2 separate regions of the Pan troglodytes genome follow, and region 2 is linked to region 1. The links are chromatin contacts, called in public HiChIP or PLAC-seq maps. All regions are on one chromosome and are shown on one strand. Each heading gives the region's core, a stretch centred on a gene start, on an enhancer-like site or on the middle of the called end of the contact. The rest is flanking DNA. Distances are from core to core; before and after follow the strand shown. Region 1 holds the start of PGBD1 (piggyBac transposable element derived 1). Region 2 holds the start of ZSCAN31 (zinc finger and SCAN domain containing 31).

What was found. HiChIP or PLAC-seq counts read pairs in DNA pulled down with a chosen protein or histone mark.
Region 2: an H3K4me3 HiChIP or PLAC-seq map of stem cell-derived excitatory neurons shows a contact between it and region 1, with 3 times the contacts expected there. The contact joins the promoter of ZSCAN31 here to the promoter of PGBD1 in region 1. A contact is called at or near these places in 1 of 7 Hi-C or Micro-C datasets (stem cell-derived neural progenitor cells) and 1 of 1 datasets of contacts at active chromatin or transcription factors (stem cell-derived excitatory neurons).

The regions. Positions count from the first base shown.
Region 1 is chr5:34,225,784-34,228,560 of NHGRI_mPanTro3-v2.0_pri, reverse strand. PGBD1 (piggyBac transposable element derived 1) reads right to left here and starts at 1,493. Exons shown (of 7, transcript NM_001243897.1): 1 at 1,112-1,493.
Region 2 is chr5:34,300,898-34,303,674 of NHGRI_mPanTro3-v2.0_pri, reverse strand. ZSCAN31 (zinc finger and SCAN domain containing 31) reads left to right here and starts at 1,343. Exons shown (of 4, transcript XM_016955100.4): 1 at 1,343-1,427; 2 at 1,606-1,696. The coding sequence starts at 1,664. All of the region lies in intron 1 of ZKSCAN3 (zinc finger with KRAB and SCAN domains 3), which reads right to left.

The DNA of each region.
Region 1 (2,777 bases), core at 244-2,743:
AACCGCCTAGTCAACCCGCATAATCCTGAGGAACAATAAGCTGAGCTTGTTTTCAGCCACTAAGTTTAGAGTTTTATTTTTGATGCAACAATACATAACTGAAAAACAGTAGACATGCATCAAGTTCTTTTATTCCCTCTTTTCATTTTTTCCTTTGTGATCTCCTTAGTCACACTTTCAATAAATCTCTGTTCCAAGAAGACTCAAATCTTTGGCACCAGCTTGCTTTTTGCACTCCAAACCCACATCTTGAAATGCCAGCAGCTGTGGGCCTCTACTGCACTATAATTTCAACAGATCTCAAACTGAAATCAGAGTCCCTCAAAGCTGCATTCACTCGGTATTTCTCCATTTCTACTGGCATCACCATCATCTTCCACGCATTCAGTCTTTTAAACAGCCTCTATACACAATCAGTGAGTCAATTCTTAAAAACGCCTCTTGCAGCCATTCTTTCCTTCTTATAATTTTACTATTATTTTCATTCACTGTTACAATAATGTTCTGTTACGGTATTCCTGCCCAACTCCCCGCTTCTATGGTCACTGGATTAATATTCCCTAAAGCACAATTGTGACCATATTCAACATACCTCACACACACATAAACACACACAAAGTTTTCATTAAACTCGTTGAAGTAAATTCAAACTCCCCAGGATCTAATCTTTACTGGGTTTTGCTGATTTGTTTGTCACTCAATCAACATTTGTGGAGCATCTCATTATTTTCCAGGCATAAAGTTAACTCTGGAATAAAAGACTTGGTTCCTGCTTTCAAGAAAGCCATGGTCTTCCCAAATTTCTTATGTCACTGCCATGCTAAGTACTCAATTTTTTTCCACCCACTCTATACAGTCAGGACCGCCCTTCTAAGGGTAAATTCCCAAGGCCCAGCGTAAATGTTCTATTGTAAAACCTTCCCTGGCAACCCCTAACCCTAACATATAGACAGGAAAAGTAAGCCACACAGGTTGAGATGGGGTATTCCCATAGAAAACTGCACCCAACCCTCATCTCCATCTCGTATTACAGATCACCAACCCCATCCCCACCCGGGTTCTTGAGGACAGGAGTTTATCTCTGCATAGACTCTACATGCCCGGCACGTACCTGGTATTCAACAAATACTGATGGGCTTCTTCACGAATGCACGTAAAGCACCTGAGATGCCAGCAGCCAGCACCCTCAGGCGCGCCCCTGAATGTATTTTTCTGAGACTACACCCAGCATCTAGCACCGCGCCAGGCACTGAATACCGGCGTGTCTAATTGTTGGTTAATGGACCAGAAGTTCAGGAACGCGCACAACAAAGACGTAGCTGACCTCGTGAAAGGCTCCCGAGGGAGCTTAGAGGCCCGGTGCTCCCCTGTCGGGAGCGCCGGTTTCCCCAGAGCCCGGGCCGCTGGGCTGGCGGGTCTGGCGGGCTCTGCCGGCGCCTCCAGCAGCTGGGCGGGTACAAAAGCTTCTCCCTGCGCCGCGCCCGCAGCGGAGTGGCGGATTCTGGCGGGTTCCCTGCCTCTCTAGGAGCACGGCCGCTCGTCTCTCTGGTGAGCCGGGAGGACCCCCGCTGCCACCTCCCGCCCCGCCCAGGTCACTCTCCGCCGCCGGACCCCAGGCCCATTCGGACGGTGCAAGCACGCCCCAAATTTATGTACATCATTTCGATTGAAAACCAACACAGTGGTAAATGTCTGTCTTCGGGGTCATCACTGGCTGGTAGGAGAGACAGATCAATAAAAAGACCATTATAGTAAGCTGTACAAATTATTTTCTTTAAGTATACATAATATATGCACAATAAAAAAGTCAAGTTGCAAAAGGACCATAAAACGAAAAGTGTCCCCTCTTTAGAGTTAACCATTGTATTTTGTTCATATTTATCTAGGACACTACCTGCCACACAGTAGCACTTAATGAACATTTTGTTTAGTGAATAAGTATTTATACATTTTAAAACACTTATGGTATCATAATGTAATTTTGCACCTTAGCTCTTTTCGGTTAAGACAACTTGGAGATCTTCACAGAGCAGCTTATTCTTTAACAGCCAAGTAATACTGTATGGGTGTTCCATAATTTACTTAACTATCCTATTGATGCATACTTAGGTTATATTTTTTCTTTAAAAGCAATGCTAGAGGGAACACCATTCAATACCTTTACATTCTTTTAAGAATATATTTCTAGGATAAATGCCACATATTAGAACTGATCAGCCAAAGGACACGTGCATTTAAAATGCTGATATGCAAGTTCCCTATTTGATTTTTAAGGGCACTTCTGTTTAAGAGTAAAAGGAGACTTTAGTAGAAAAATTAGTAAAGGATATGAACATTACTACACACAAGATAAGTGACAAATTAACATGTGAAAAGATGTTCAATAGTAAAAATATAAAAAACTCTTTAAAAAACAGACCCATTATTTATTCATTTACCTACTGAGTTTTGGCAATTATGAATAAAGACGCTATAAACATCTGTGTGCAAACTTCTGTGTAGACACTGGTTTTCAGCTCCTTTGGGTAAACACTAAGGAGGGCGATTGTTGGATCACATGGTAAGAGTATGTTTAATTTTGTGCGAAACTACCAAACTGTCATCCAAAGTGGCTGTATCATTTTGCATTCCCACCAGCAATGAATGAGAGCTCCTGTTGTTCCACATCCATACCAGAATTTGATGTGTCAGTGTTCTGGATTTTGGTCATTCTAATAGATGTGTAGTGGCATCTCACAGTTGTTTTAATTTGCAATTTCCCTGATGGGATATGGTGT
Region 2 (2,777 bases), core at 94-2,593, 75 kb before region 1:
CATTTAAACTTGATGTGCATGTGACCAGATAGTTTTGACTGGGGCTTATGGCATCACACAGAGCTCTTTAGAATGCCAGTAGACTTTTGGTCCCAACTTTGGAAGGGAGCTGAGCTCCAGTATTCCTCGACAGAGAAGCAGTTACTAACTGCATATGCTGCCCTTTAGACTCGCGACAGCCTGGCAGGATGGGCTACAGTCGTCGCGCGCATGACTTACCCAATAGCAGGGTGGGTATGCTCATGGGTAACAACCCACACACTGGGATGGCACAGACATCCACTTTTGTAAAGTGGGGTGCTTAAGCCTACTTGGAACAGCAAAGTATGCTAACTCAAGTCCCTTAGAAGCACAATTACAGGAAGTCTTAGGACCTACAGTCCTAATGCAAGAGAAGGTTATGGGACCTGAGGCACCCCTAGATCCTGAGCCTTCACCTTTTAAGGAAGGGCATTCCCGCATTCCCAATGGGGCATGGTACACAGATAGGTCTAGCCAGGGTGCTACTGCTACCTGGACTGCTGTTGCAGCCCAGCCTAGTACCAACACCCTATGGTTTGATACCAGGTATGGACAAAGTAGCTAATAAACTGAACTCAGGGCAATGTAAATGGTGATCACCAAGAAGGTGACACCTATGGTAATCTGCACTGATAGCTGGGCAGTTTATCAAGGCTTAACCTTGTGGCTAACTACCTAGAAGTTATAGAAGTGGCTAGTCACTGACCCATGTAGGGCCAGGCCATGTGGCCAGATCTATGGGAGAAAGGATGACTTCCTCCAACCAGGTATGGGGACAAACAGTAACCTGTTGTTGCCCGCCCCAACACCCTAAAGGTAGGGAAGCAAAAACCCTGGATTAATATATAAAGCAACACTGGGGTAACATCACCATGTAGTGATTGCTCACTATAACCTGAAATTATTGCTCCCTGTATTACTGTGGCCCAAGTGCCCAGAGCTTATGTGCCAGGCTTATGTGTCAAGCCTCTATGTATACATTGGGCCTGTGTGCCCAGAGCCTATATGTCAGACTTATGTGTCAAGCCTGTGTGTATCAGCCCTGGGTGCCCAAAGTTTATATGTCAGGCCTGTGTGCCAAACCTATATATTGGGCCTGTGTACCCAAAAACCTATGTCTCCCTCGGCCAAGGGGGTGGAGTGTAAGGTAAATGGATGTGCTTTGGTCAAGAATAGGCCGAGGCAGATATGCAGGCCAGCGTGACTCAGCGAGTTTGGAACGCAGGCGCACCACTCCACTTGTTATATAACCTGTTTGTGTAAGCTCATACTTGGCTTACAGCCACTATTGTCTGTAAATGGTATAACTGCCCTGCTGACGCTGTACATAGGACTTGTGCCCAGAGAGAGAGAGAAAAACTGCTGATCCTGTAAGAGAGAACTGGCCATCTTGCAGACAGACAGAGGTGAGCCAGGAATTAACAAGTGTGCCAAGGAGTACAGCTGTAAGTGTGGGAGCAGCAGGAGCCACAGAGCCGTTTGCTGAGAAGGGCTGCGGTCGGAGGAGGCAGCCGAGACAGAGGCAGACAGTGTGAGAGCTGCAGCAGCTGCTGCTGAATAAAATCATATTTTACCTGCCTACAGCCCCGAGTGTTCTTTCAACTACCTGCCACCCATCCAACAACTCCCCTCGGACCTCAGTATGGACTGGAACCTGACACTTGGCATGACAGTGGTAAGTACCATATACATGTTGGCTAATAGTATAATTCACTGGTCTTTCTTTTTTTAAATAAGAGTAGGCCTGGTGGTTCTGTTCTTGACCTTTTCTTTTCTCTATCCACAGTCTTCCCCAGAACTATCTTTAATCACTCGCAAGGTTTTAACTTCTATTTCTAGGCTGTAGACTCCTGATCCCTATCCTGAGCTGCCTTCCAGACAGTCCTATATGGAAATCTTGCAAACAAATCCAATTCAATATGCCCCAAATCAAAGTGATTTTCTTGCTTCCTAATCTACTCCTTCCTCAGTATGGTATTATCTAGAAACAACAGCACCAGCCATCAGGTTTCGTCAGAGTCATCACTTTGTAATGGATGATTTCTGTATTTTAGGAGGGAAAAGTAAGATATTCTGAAAGACAGCCTATCCCAGAAGCCATGAGACCTGGGCCTGATCTAAGAGGGAAGGGAAACCTGAGATTCCTGTGAACCAGCTGGGACTAGATTTTAAACTAGAAGTGAGTGACTGCAAAATTATTTGACTGGACTCGGATGTCAGTAAGTCCCTCTTTACTCAGTGGAATGGAGAGGCTAGAAAATGTAAGGCTGGGCTGGGCGCAGTGGCTCACGCCTGTAATCCCAACACTTTGGGAGGCTGAGGTGGGCACATCATGAGGTCAAGAGATCGAGACCATCCTGGCCAACATGGTGAAACCCCGTCTCTACTAAAAATACAAAAATTAGCTGGGCGTGATGGCATGCGCCTATAGTCTCAGCTACTTGGGAGGCTGAGGCAGGAGAATCGCTTGAACCCGGAAGGCGGAGGTTGCAATGAGCCAAGATCGCACCACTGCACCTGCACTCCAGCCTGGCAACAGAGCAAGACTCTGCCTCAAAAAAAAAAAAAAAAAAAAAGAAAAGAAAAGAAAAGAAATGTAAGGCTGGTAGAGGTTACAAAGGGAAAAACAATTCCAAGTCCGTATCTTCCTGAACCTCTATTCCTCAGTCCAACTCTCTACAGTTCAAAGGATGGTAGGGAATAGAAGGAAATTAGGAAACTGAGAGAAGCCATTGATTGTCACAAATGAAAAGTAC